Linked DNA regions of Hordeum vulgare: region 2 is linked to region 1. A link is a contact called in public Hi-C data. All regions are on one chromosome and are shown on one strand. The core of a region is the stretch at or near the end of the contact, and the rest is flanking DNA. Distances in the headings are between cores, read along the strand shown.

Region 1 (6,649 bases), core at 2,954-5,453:
TCCGGTGGATCTTTGCGCAGGTATTTTTCATTAATTCCAGAAAAATTCTCCGTAAATTTTTAGGTCATTCCGAGAACTTTTATTTCTGCACAAAAACAACATCATGGCAATTCTGCTGAAAACAGCGTCAGTCCGGGTTAGTTCCATTCAAATCATGCAAATTAAAGTCCAAAACAAGGGCAAAAGAGTTCGGAAAAGTAGATACGACGGAGACGTATCAGGCACTCATCAACAAGGAAATGGATTCTGAAGAAGAATTTGAGGAATGTGAGGAAGAAGAAGGTTATGTAGTGGAGTCTGAATCTGGTGTGGGAAGTCTTGCACTAGCTACTACATTCGTCAGCAAGTCCACCTTCAACTCTGAAGAAAATGACAACATCAACAACACTGATGACAGTGAAGATGACATCGCTCCCACCTATTGCTTCATGGCAAAAGGTTCAAAGGTACCAAGCCACTCATCCTCCTCTGATTCTAGTGACTGTTAACCTGATGAATTTCAAAACCCAGTTACTATAAACTTGCCAACATTGCTACTAACAACAAAGTGCCATTGAAAAGCTTCGGAAACTGCTAGACAAAAGCAATGACATGTTGAATGATGAAATGAATCGGACTCAAATCCTCACGGAAGATACTAAAAGTCTTCAGTCTAGGTATGATAGTCTTCAAGATCGTCATGTTACACTCTTGGCTGATCATGAGAAGCTATCCTATGAATTTCTTCAAAGGAAGCTTGATCTTGAGAAGTTGAGAATGTCATATGATGATCTTCGAATGGAAAATGATTCATTACTGTGGCACCCCGATAGAGGGCCGACACACGCCCGTCCCCAGGATAAGACCGGATGCACGCCAAAGACATGATACAACAATTCGAGGCAAAAATGGCTTTATAATATAATGGAGTATTACAATACTGTTGCTTACAACAATATTACATAACTCCAGAGCTAACTAAATGGCAGCAGAGATCTTGATTCAGCGGCAACGACCTAGGTTGATATGCACCTTTGCATAGAATCGACAAAGATGGGGAACGGGTTCCGATTGGAACACCAAATACACTGGAGGCTTACTACGGCCAAGGGCTCGGGTGAGCATACTCGAAAGGATGGGCGGAAAGCCAGGATAACCATTAGGCAAGGTTCGACTATGGAAAGTGGGTGTTTTAGAAGAACTGGCCATGGCTGCTGGTTTGGGGATTCTAGCCTGGGTTCTCTTGCAAGGATCTGGCTTACTAGATGGAGAGAGCGGCGGCTCACCAGTGGGAGGGGTTAAATCGGCAGTCGGGCTGGAACACACCAAGATGGCGTGGATCCTTCTCGTGTCGGGTAGAAGATACGCCGGCACGGCCGACAACTGGGTAGGGTCATGGTGCAATATAGAGTGGTTGGGTGGGCGGACAACTGGGTAGGGACACGTCCATTCCGACTGCGCCGCCTATTGATCAATAGTGACCATGTCGGGTGCCAGAGAGGGGTCAAATCTATTGGCTCACTACCGGTCGAACCCGGGGTGGTCTTGGTGCTAGGGTAACCTATAGCCAGCCTGGCTCTGCTACCAAGTCTTGTGGCACCCCGATAGAGGGCCGACGCACACCCGTCCCTAGGATAAGACTGGATGCACGGCAAATACATGATACAACAATTCCAGGCAAAAATGGCTTTATAATATAATGGAGTATTACAAACTGTTGCTTACAACAATATTACATAATTCCAGAGCTTACTAAATGGCAACAGGGATCTTGATTCAGCGGCAATGACGTCTCTGGCTGGGCTCCATAACTCGCAGGACTGGCTGGGTTACAATCGAGCACGACGAGTCTTCTCGTGCAACTGGCCACGTGCAAGGCCAGGTGAGTACTTTGAATATACTCGCGAGAGAACCAAATACATATCATCCAAACAAGCAGATGACAAAGCTAGCCCTATGTTATACAAGAATTATTCTAAGCATGGCATGGAATTAACAGGAAAACATGGATCAAGCATGTAATCTACATAACTAGCATGGCAAAGATCACTACAAGTGATTAAATTACTTACTATTACCGAATGTCAACTTACTCTCTTCCGGGTTGTCCCACAACCCTCGATATACTCGTAATCCAACCTGAACGGATCCAAATCCCTTCCAAATCATATGGTCATCTGACCACTCATCATATAGCCATATCTTGGCTAACATATCATGTTCCCGACATCCTCTGATGTCCATGCCAGATGAGTTCTTCCATCATTGTTATCATTGTTATGGTTGACCACCTAGTGAGGTATGGTCGGGCTGTCCAATACCGAATAGATTCTTACACTGTGCAGAGGTTGCACACTTTACCCACACCATGGAGCACTGACCTCGTGATCCCATTTGGGTGGACCAGTGTTGCTCCAACGAACCTTGTCTGACCCGTGACTCTTCCATCATACCACCGACATTCATCCTCCCCCGGAGTCCTGCCTTGACACCTGCCACCGTCGTGGCTAAATTAAACTGTCCCAAACGGGGACGCCGGCACAAAACAACTCAACTAGCTCACACGGTTATCACTGCCTATCTGATCAGGGTAGCGCGTGTGCATAACCCTCGCACTTTGGAGGTACCGGTGAAAGAGGACGCAATCAGACCAATTCAAGGTCGTCCTATACCGGCAAATGTGGTTGCACGGGTAAGCCTGGACAGCTGACTCAAGATCAACCAACTAGGTTGCATTTTCAACTCAACTTATCCATCATCGTTCCATTACCTCGACAAATATAAGTGTTGAACAATAGCATAGCAAACAATAGTGTTGATAATCATGGCATGAGATCAGACCCTAGTACTAACATGTCAATGTTATTAACAATATTATTATTAGTATGGTAATATGTAAACAAGACATGGCATTAGATGAGAAGTAATGCTAACATATAACACGGATGTCCTAACAGGTGTATGCAAGTGCAGACTAACAGGTGATACAGATGAACACGCAGAGTGCAAGCAAAATCATCACACAAGTCTGGAGCTCATGATAAGAGGTTGGCTTGCCTGGGGTTGATGAATACGTCGGGAAGAAGCGCGACCATCTCACGGAAGGGTTTGTCGGAAGGGTTCTCTCTCGAAGGGCTCGATCGGAGGGCAATGGCAAAACAATCATTTCTACTGTGATGATGCGAAAATGGTACTATTGAAACGGGCTCAACGAGACGAAAGCGTGGGCGCTGGTTTTACCTCAATCAGAGTTACGGTCGCAAAGATACGCCCGTTTATTCGTTAAGTGATAAACATACAAAAATATATCCGTTTTAGTCCTTAACGGGTGAACGTTCACAATTCAGTAGGTTCGGTTGGCGGCTGAGAAAGGAGAAGGCACCTTTTCAGAGTTTACGCTTTCAGTGAACCGAAAGCGTGTTTACCTCCGAAACTGCACCCAAGTACGCTTTGAAAGTCAGAAAGCGTATTTGTACAAATACGTTTCCACTTAACAGGAGCTGGGCCCGGGTTGACTATCTTAACTCTCGCTGACGACTGGGACCGGCCCTATCTACTCTCTCTCTCTCTCTCTCTCTCCGACGAGCGGCCCCCCGTCTCTCTCTCTCCTCTCTCTCGTCCCTCCCCTGGCTCGTCTTCTCCTTCCTCGCGACCGAAGGAGAGGAGGCCCGACCGCCAACACTGCCGAGGCCTGGCAACTCGGGAGGGCCTAATGCGGGTCTCGCCGGCACTGGCGTGCCACGCCGCATCCGAGGGTGGTTGTGGGGCCATGCGTGACAGCCTGGAGCGCCGTGGCCACAGGCCGAGGCACGACGGCTCACGGGCGTCGGAGGGGCTGCTCCTATAGCGCTCCGCTGAGGCTTTGTTTGGTAGAAGTGGATTGGGGAGGTTTGGGAAGAAGGGGATTTGAAGGGATTTGAGGGGATTTGATGTATCCCTTCTTTCCATCCAATCCTCTCAAATCTTCGGAGCTTTGCTTTCACCAGTTTCTCGAGGAGGATCCTGAAACACATGGATAGGAAGGGATTGAAGGAGGGCGGAGGGGATTCGGCTAAGCAAACCCTTTTATCAAATGGGCGTCCGAGGTTGTGTGAGGTTTCTGCCCCTCTCGGGGATTTTCCTCTAAAAGCATCCTGCCAACCGAGGCCTAACGCCGTTACCCGCTCCCCGTCCCCGATCCAACGGCGCGGATCGCCCCGGACCGGGCCCACAGCCGGCCGACGGCCCGGATCGCCCCGCCCCGGAGCTCCAAACCCTCGCCATTTGGCCGACGGCACACACACACACACACCCGCCGTCCGCTCCCCCGCGGGGAGCCTCCACCCCCCGCGCCGCGCCGCGGCCCAGGGCCGACGGGCGCACCGATCCGATCCGCCCGCCCGCACGGCCGCACGCGCCGATCAACGTAGGTCTCGCACGAATCGGCCCGGAATTCGCGGGGGGCCTCCGCCTTCGCCGCTCGCCGCTCGCCCGTACGCCGCGCGTGAATCGGGGCGGCCGCTGGAGCCGGGGGAATTGCTCTCGGGTGTGGGGAGTTTTAGTTTTTTTTTCTTTCTTCCTCTCGGGGGATCTGCGTGGGTGGCCCAATTGGGAGCTCCCCGGCGGTCGATCTCGGGGCCGCGCGGCCTCCCGCGCTCGATTGGCCGCTGGTTTTTGGGGGCGCGTGGTGGGTAATTCGCGCGTGACGGCCGCGGTGGTTTCTGTCGATTCGAGCTTGGGCTCAGCTCAGCTTAGCTCGTGCTCGTGGTCGAGCGTTGGTTGGAGCTTAGCTTGAGCTGCTCTTTGCTCGGTGCTCCGGGATCCGGGCGTCTGCTAGTGGGGAGGGAGACGTGGGGGGATTTGGGGATGCTCCAGCAGATGCGCGACGCTTGGTCTTTGCTGTTCCCTTCATTTTTTTTTTGTCGTGGACTTACCTTTCCCCTGGCCCCCTCCCTCTTAGCTCCGAGCTCAGAGCTGCCGCGGCAGGGTCCAGGCGGATTCTCTCGCGTCTCTTTTGCATCTTTCAAGATTTGTTCAGCTGTACCCCTCTTCGGAAGGTGTATGTGGGAGAAAGATGTGATTTTTAGGCTTCAGCGAGGAGGTGGGAGTGATTCTTGTGCTAGCATCGAAACATTGTAGCTTCATTCTGTCCTAGTTTTGCTTGATTTGCTGCCCGTATGAGGGACATGAGGTATCTGTCGTGAGATTTAGCTGCCCGTATGAGGGACATGAGGTATCTGTCGTGAGATTTAGCTGCCCGTATGAGGGACATGAGGTATCTGTCGTGAGATTTAGCTGTCCGTTGATTGTAACAAGACGATGTAGTCTCTGTCCTAGTGTTTAGATTAGAGATTGTAGTTCTGTGGTAGTGTTTCGGTTTTGGATAATGGTAGTGTTTCGTGGGAGATGAAAGATGTGGTTTTGCCTGTGCTAGTTAAGATTATTTCTTTGCAGACTCTCATGATTTAACCCTGCTTGTAGTGGCAGGCCATCTAGATGACGAGCTCGGGTAGGATAATTGCTACTTGTTCCTGAGTTGTTTGAACCTTTATCTCTTGCATTGTGCTAATTGTCTTCACTTGCCATCCACAAGCTAACAAAGTGCAATAAGTTCACAGTTTCAAACTTAAATTGCACCCCCGTCTATTTCAAGACTGTTCTTTTCTGAAATGGGCGCACACTTGAGGTTGTGGGTGCCCATATTTAAGCCATCCTCACTAATTAATCAAACATGCTTCTTAGGGCGCTCCAATTCACTGGCTTTTAACACATTATCGTAGGTAGTGGAAGTTTTTTAGAGATAATCACCGTAATGCATCGCATATTACATTTAATCGGTTTAGGATCATGTTTGAATCTCAACCTTGTGGCCTAATGGGTTCTTGTAAATTTTAAAGTGCGATTATCACCGAGGCCCTAGTTGTGTTGTGTTGTAATATTTGCAAATTTCAAATATATTTAGTTAACTCTAATGTTGTGAGACTTGATTAAGCTATTCATATTGCTCTTTTGGTCAATATCGTATTACTGTGTGATGTCGATTTCTTTTGTAGGTGGCCCACTCTATTATTTGTTTCTGGCTCAGCCACCGCCTCAGAATAGTTTAGGACCTGAGATGTCCTTTACTCCATTAGGCAAAACAATGGAGGACTGTGCAGCCACCCCAGTACGCCGCCCTGCCGACCCCTCCTCCCCATCCCCAACCCCGTCTCCCTTGTCTCTGCGACAGTGGCGCCCAGCAGCGCAGCGCAACCTGCGCAACCAGTGGTCGCGCCTGCATGCCGCCAAGACCCGGTGGCTGGCCGCCACCGCCAATGGCTGCTCCCATGCTGCTGCGCTCGTCAACGCCAACCTCTCCCGTGGGTTGTCCCCTCTCTGGCTCTGTGTTTCAGCGATGCCTGAGTTTTTGATATTTTAGTATCTAGTTACTGACCGCATCTTGGGCTTGTCACTTTGTCAGTTACATGCCAGGGATGGATTTAGGAGTGCTCAAGGACATGCCCAGGATCCGCGACAGGGCGAGCGCCAAATTGGCCCATAAGGAGGTAGCTACGCTGTTGCCAGGAACTCAGCCAATCCTCCTCAGCAGCATGGCTTAATTTTCTTGTTGATCCCTCATTTTCATGTTTCTTGCTTGGTTCAGGTGCAATGCCGTGAGATGCTTCTATCAGCCTACAAGGAGATGGTAATG
Region 2 (6,649 bases), core at 2,561-5,060, 250 kb before region 1:
GCTGGGCTACGGCTAGGGGTGGGCGTTCGGTTCCCCCGAACCGTTCGGTTCGGTGCTTCGGCACTATTTTTATTTTCGGTTCTCAAAACACAGGGACCGATCGGTCTCTATCAATTAAAATAACCGAGAGTTCGGTCCCTGGATTGTTCGGTTCGGTCCTCGGTTCTGTACCGAACATACGGTATGGGATAGCTGACCTGCTACTGAAAAGATGGGGCGTTGGGCTAGGCTGGGATGGTTGGATAGAATATATTATATATATAGCTTCTATGGATAGCTGGGTTGGCCTAGCTAATAACAAACGTAAGAGAGACACACATGGACGCACAACTTTCTTTCATAAAAAAAGTTCAGACAGCTGCAAACTACACCAACAGAACATGCGCGCTTACAAACCATCAACTACAAATTTTTACCACACGCGATCATAAAACCTGTAACTCTTCTCTGCAAAAATAAATAAACTTGTACCTTCTCTGATAAATAAGAATGACGGTAAAAAAGTGATAGGTAGTAAATTCTTGATGATTAACACAAACTGGGCATAAACATAGCAGATTCGACTCTGCAAATTGTATCCAACAACCACCTGTAGTTTAACACAAACCACACAATGAGAAGTCTAACTTAACACTTAAATCTGATAAAACAAAATAGAACCAGACAATCATAGGAAGCTTTTCATACAGGATCGGTATATCATCGCGTTCTGCAACCTTCGTCTATCCCGGAAGACATCCATAACATAAAGCAAAAGGTTGGTTCAGACAGGAAGTACGCATCAGAACTAGGATCAAATCATGAACTTGGATCTGGATTGAATCAAGAATATGACCGAATGGAATCAAGTACTTACATCACAACCTCGCAGGCGAGCAGCAGCAATTGATGCATAATTGATACAGCCGTTTGATGTGGCTTGCAGCTGCCAAATTTCTTCTTCATGTGCAGAGATCGACCAGATGTCGTGGCCATACGCTAGGGATTTGGGAGGTGGAGCGGCAACATAGATCGAGATGCATCCGGATGCGGTGATTCACCACTCAAATAGGGTGCTCGGGAGACAAGAAATCAAGCGCCCATGGAAGGTACAAATCACGCACGAGTCTCAAGGAGGGCAATGATTGATTTATCCCATGATTTTGGGAGGAGGAGATTTGGGACGAGCACCCTTTTTGGAGAAGGCAGCGCAAGTTCTGCAAACTGCTGGCGTGGCGCGTGCGGGATTAGGGAATGTGGCCTGCGGGAGTTGGAAGAGAGTAATAAAGGTGGTAGGGCGTCATCGGTGCTTCGGTCAATTCGGTGCATCGAGGGTACAGACCGAAATCATCGAAGTTAATTTGGTTTCTTAGAAATGGTAACCGAGCTTAATACCGAACATTTCGGATTCGGTCACTTCAGCTTCGGTCCAGGTTAAATCGGTTCGGTAAATCGGTTATCGGGTTATATGCCCACCCCTAGCTACGGCCGACTTGCACGTTAAATAAATGGGTCTCTGAACTAATTAAGACGGCAGCAGTAGCTCATCCTCGAGAGACGAATTGCAGAAATAAAAAATGTGGAGCCGTGGGGTTTCGAACCCAAGATCTCCTGGCTGAAATCCAGTGGGATGACCAGGTTGACTACGCTTCTTCACGTGACACAGGTGCAGGTGATTGCTTCTATTTCTATCATAGCAGTGGGTCTTCTTCCCCACAAGTGCACGGGAGTCTTACCAACAGAGGAGCAGACAAACGCGGTGTAGATGCTCGTTGAGGAGGTCCAGGGTGCGCGACGGTCGGGGACGGGCGCCGATGGGGAAGCAGGGAATCCGCCACATCCGGAGGCAGGGAACCCATTCCCCAAGGGAGGGAGCTCTGATTCGAGGCGCTGGGTTGGGTCGCTGGTTCCTGTCGTGGCAAACAGAGGGAGGTGAGAGGAAGAGAGATTCGTGAGGGAGAGGGAAGAGAGAGGGATGAGGAAGGAGAAGGGGCTCGAGGCACGGCGACCTGACATCGTCAGCAGCGGGGCTCGCCAGCGGGCACGGCTGGCGGAGAGGGCCCCTGGCGCGGTTGCTGTTGCCTGAATAAAGGGAGACACAAAGGGAATTCAGAGAGGGGAAGAAAGAAAGGGGGAGGAGAGGGACGAGCTCATCTGCTGGGCGCTCTCTCGACGGGTTGGCAGCGGAGGTGCTCGGGGACGTGCGTGTGGCTGTGGTCGCCGGACGCCGGGAGCTACAGTCGCCGGACATGTCCAGGAGAGAGGTGGTTGGGGACGAGTTTGAGCACGGGAGGCCTGCTATGGTGTTCCGCTGGGCTCTCGTTGGATGGATCAGGAGAGATCCCGAGGAAGGAGATGGGTCAAGGGGGGTGGCGGCGGCGGTTGGGACAGGGGGAGGATCCCTAGAAATTAGGTTTTGGACTGACTTAGACTACAGTCCAAATATATAGCTAGTAGGCTAGCCTTAGGTTCATCTCGACCCTCCGATTTTAATCGGACGGTCGGAAAAAAATAGGTTAGGATGATCAATGGACAAACCGAAGACGATTTACGGTAAAACGGGGTTGATCTGGATCCAACGGTCACGACCGCCCGATTCGGGTCCCGAGAGGTTTTTGGACTAGGCCGCGCGCAGGTCGGTGCACTGTGTAGAGGGGCCAGGCGGAGATGAGAGGGGAAACGGGCAGCCCGGCATCGGGGTTTAAAACAACGAAAGCGTCCGACGGTAACCGAATACGGTGCCGCTACGGCGCGACCGTTCGGGTACCAGACGAACTCCGATAGCAATGAAAATTGACATATGGCCTACCTATATTACAATAAGACCGCACACCAAGTTTCAACCCAATCAGAGAAAGTTTTACACACACTTTTAAAACAGGGTTTGACGATGCCGCGGGCGCGTGCATGTGTGGTCGGACTCAGAACGGACAACGACGAGAACCGGCAACTACTAACGGATGCAACTTTCGAAAACTGGCGGCACGGAGATGCCGATGCAATGCAGATGATGCGCATGATGTGATGATGGTGCGACAAAAGAAAAATAGACACACGACGAAAACGGAATAGAAGGAGAATCTTCTGGAACGTCGGCATCGGGCTGTCACACAAGGGTTGTTGAATGTCCATGCGATGTATTCCCTCCGTTCCTAAATATAAGACCTTATAGAGATTACACTTAGACTATATAAAAAGCAAAATGATTGAATCTACACTCTAAAATATGTCTATGTACATGTGTATCTACTCCCTCCGTTCCTAAATATAAGTCTTTAAAGAGGTTTCATTAGTGGACTACATACGGATGTATATAGACATATTTTAGAGTGTAGATTCATTTATATTGCTTCATATGTAGACTCCTAGTGAAATATCGTAATATACTTATATTTAGGAACGGAGGGAGTAGTTTATAGTAATATGTCTAAAAGGTCTTATATTTACGAACGGAGAGAGTAATTTTATTATGTTTGAGAGTGTTTTGCGCTTTTGATAAGTTTTTATAATAGGTTTGATTTTTTGTTTAATAAATAGAAGAGGCAAATGTGCCTAGCCACGTGGAAACTCTATCCTAACAACTGGGTCCGGCCGCCACGCCATCCCCAACCGTAAAGCGTGCCTTCTCCTCACCCTTGTCCTCGCGGAAGACGCCACCATGAGCTTTCTGTTAGTAGTACTCCTAGTAAGTAGTACTGCCTGCTCCACGTCACAGGACCCCATCCGAGGCGTCCGTTCCCGATCCGACGGCTCGGAGGGCCAACGACCCGCTGTCCCGCCACCTGCTCCCGTGCGCCTCCCTCTAAAACCCACGCGCGCGCTCTTCCCGCACTCTCGTCTCGTGTTCCTCGGCATCTCCCTCCCTCCTTCCTCGGCCTTGCGTCTCACGCCCCCTCGTCAACCGCGGCGGCGGCGGCGGCGGAGAGCGGCCTTCCTCTCTCCTCGGCGTCGGGTCTCCCGTCGGCCAGGTAAGGCCGCTTGCCAATGCCTCCTCGCCCTCCCGCTCCCGCCTGGATCTCCAGCAAGCAGCTTCGGACTTTCAGATTCAGTCGCTGTCTCGTTGCAAGTTAGAATTGCGATTTTCGCGGCGGTTGGTTTGGTCGTTCGCCGGTGCTGGACGCGGCATGACGGGACACGTTGCTGGTCCGGTCGTATGGAGGAACTGCAGAAGCCCGCACCAGCTGAATTCACCTCGCATCCGGGCTTTCCTTGTCCGTCGGGATTTGAAAGGAAGGATCCAGGATGACGATCACTGAATACCAAGTAGTCGTCGTAACAGCATGAGTTGTTATGCTTCCATATTTGTTATTGGTGAGAGTTACGTTGGTTAACTACTACGGAGTAGTTTTCTCTGATCAATTATTCGGTGTGCGATTCATCTCTGTATGTTTACTGAGATGGACAGGAGAACGATTCAGATATTTGCGAATCATAGGCTTTATTTCGTGCAGATTGGTCCCAGACAGCGGTTAGGCAGTGGGCATTTTGTTTCGCTCACCCCATCGACTGTGATTTAGGATTATGATGATTTATTTGATGTAGCCAACATAGAATCCCGCCTGCACATTTTGAAGCAGGACTCTTGTCATGATTTATACTGCACTCTGTTTGTGTTTTATCTCGAAATTTAAGCTTACTGTACCCTGAATATAAGATGTTATACAATGTTGGTAGCTTCACTTATGTCCCAGTCAAATAGACCCTTCTTAACTTAATTACAATCAATTGTTGCCTGTGCTGTATTAGTTCTACCAAGTTGAGGGTTTCATAAGGTTTCCCAGGTTACTTTGTACTTCAGTTTTCTGTTTGTATCGAGAAATGTTGATTTATTTTTCTTTTCCTCAACACAGGACCATGGCTGGCGGTTTTAGAGTGCTGCATCTTGTCAGGCCCTTTCTGGGTTTCTTACCGGAAGTACAGAGTGCTGATAGGAGAATTCCATTCAGAGAAAAACTCATCTACACTGTTATTTCCCTCTTCATTTTCCTAGTGTGCAGCCAGCTCCCGCTCTATGGCATCCATTCAACTACTGGAGCTGACCCTTTCTACTGGTTGCGTGCTATTCTTGCATCCAACCGTGGTACTGTTATGGAGCTGGGTATCACTCCAATTGTGACATCTGGGATGGTGATGCAACTTCTGGTAGGATCAAAGATCATTGAAGTTGACAACAGTGTGAGAGAGGATCGTGCACTTCTGTAAGTACTAAAACGGCAAAATATCCTTCTTGTCCATGTTGGTTGATTTTGTTTCCATAATCTGATCAGTAAAAATTCAGATCTTATTCAAGGAATAACCAATGGAAGTAATTGAATATTCCTCACACTTATTTCCTGTACCCGATGATGGTCTTCTGACAAATAGTACTTTTTTCTTACTCAGGAATGGTGCACAAAAGTTGCTTGGTATCCTCATTGCTATCGGAGAAGCTGTGGCATATGTTTTGTCTGGAATGTATGGCAGTGTGAGCCAACTAGGAACAGGGAATGCTATTCTCATTATACTTCAACTTTTCTTTGCTGGCATCATTGTCATCTGTCTGGATGAACTTCTCCAGAAAGGATATGGTTTGGGTTCTGGCATTTCTCTATTCATCGCTACCAACATCTGGTAACCTTACTGAGTTTTATTTCTCTTCGGTCATTTGAATATTGTTCTGTGATTCCATGGCTCATGGTAAACTTGTGTCATACAGTGAGAATATCATCTGGAAGGCGTTTAGCCCCACAACCATCAACAGTGGACGTGGTGCTGAATTTGAAGGGGCTGTCATTGGGTTGTTCCACCTCTTGATTACTAGAACTGACAAAGTCCGTGCCCTACGGGAGGCTTTCTACCGCCAGAATCTTCCCAACGTGACCAACTTACTTGCTACTGTCCTGGTCTTCCTCATTGTTATCTATTTCCAAGGCTTCCGTGTCGTGCTTCCAGTGAGATCAAGGAATGCCCGTGGGCAGCAAGGTTCATATCCAATTAAACTGTTTTACACATCGAATATGCCCATCATTCTGCACTCTGCGCTGATTACCAACCTCTACTTTATATCTCAGGTACTAACTTCGATTCCAGTGCTTTTGTTCTAAATTGCTGTATGTATGTGAAAGTGCTAATGCGTTTTTATTGCTTTTTCAGCTTCTTTACAAGAAGTTCAGTGGCAACTTCCTGGTTAACCTTCTCGGTATATGGAAGGAATCCGAGTATTCAGGCCATTCTATTCCTGTTGGTGGTCTTGCATACTATGTAACTGCCCCATCAAGGTAACTAGTTTCTTTTACATTAACACCTACATGTTCTTATCATGCTTTTGGTTTCTTTCTTATACTTTGTCACAACACACACTGTTTTTGATATACTTATATCGGAACATGTTGGAAACCGTGCAGTTTGGCTGATGTTGTCGCAAATCCATTCCATGCGCTGTTCTATGTGGTCTTCATGCTGTCAGCTTGCGCTCTCTTCTCAAAGACATGGATTGAAGTTTCTGGTTCATCAGCAAGGGATGTTGCTAGGCAGCTCAAGGTAAATGTACTTTGTACATATAGCATATAGTTGCTCATTTTAGCTGCATATATTTTGAAATATGTTTTCGCATATATCTTACTCGTTAAACAGGTGCAAGTGAAGATCTTCCATCTACTACTTACAGTTCCTAGCTGTGTTCCATTGTAAA

The links. Hi-C and Micro-C count contacts between places; a contact is called where the count stands out from the background.
Region 2: a contact with region 1 is called in a Hi-C map of seedling, with 4 times the contacts expected there. The contact joins the promoter of LOC123444169 here to the enhancer-like site in region 1. A contact is called at or near these places in 1 of 6 Hi-C or Micro-C datasets (seedling) and 1 of 1 datasets of contacts at active chromatin or transcription factors (embryo).

What each region holds. Positions count from the first base shown.
Region 1 is chr3H:444,865,280-444,871,928 of MorexV3_pseudomolecules_assembly, reverse strand. It overlaps the pseudogene LOC123444168. Among protein-coding and RNA genes, the nearest start is that of LOC123444167, 150 kb to the right of the region's middle. Within about 2 kb of position 4,203, at least 3 of the 3 cell types and tissues checked have open chromatin away from gene starts, as enhancers often do. A contact at or near this core is called in seedling, where this site is marked.
Region 2 is chr3H:445,112,617-445,119,265 of MorexV3_pseudomolecules_assembly, reverse strand. It overlaps LOC123444169 (protein transport protein Sec61 subunit alpha-like), which reads left to right and starts at 3,810. Exons shown (of 7, transcript XM_045120805.1): 1 at 3,810-3,947; 2 at 4,830-5,177; 3 at 5,362-5,589; 4 at 5,675-6,029; 5 at 6,112-6,236; 6 at 6,363-6,498. The coding sequence starts at 4,834.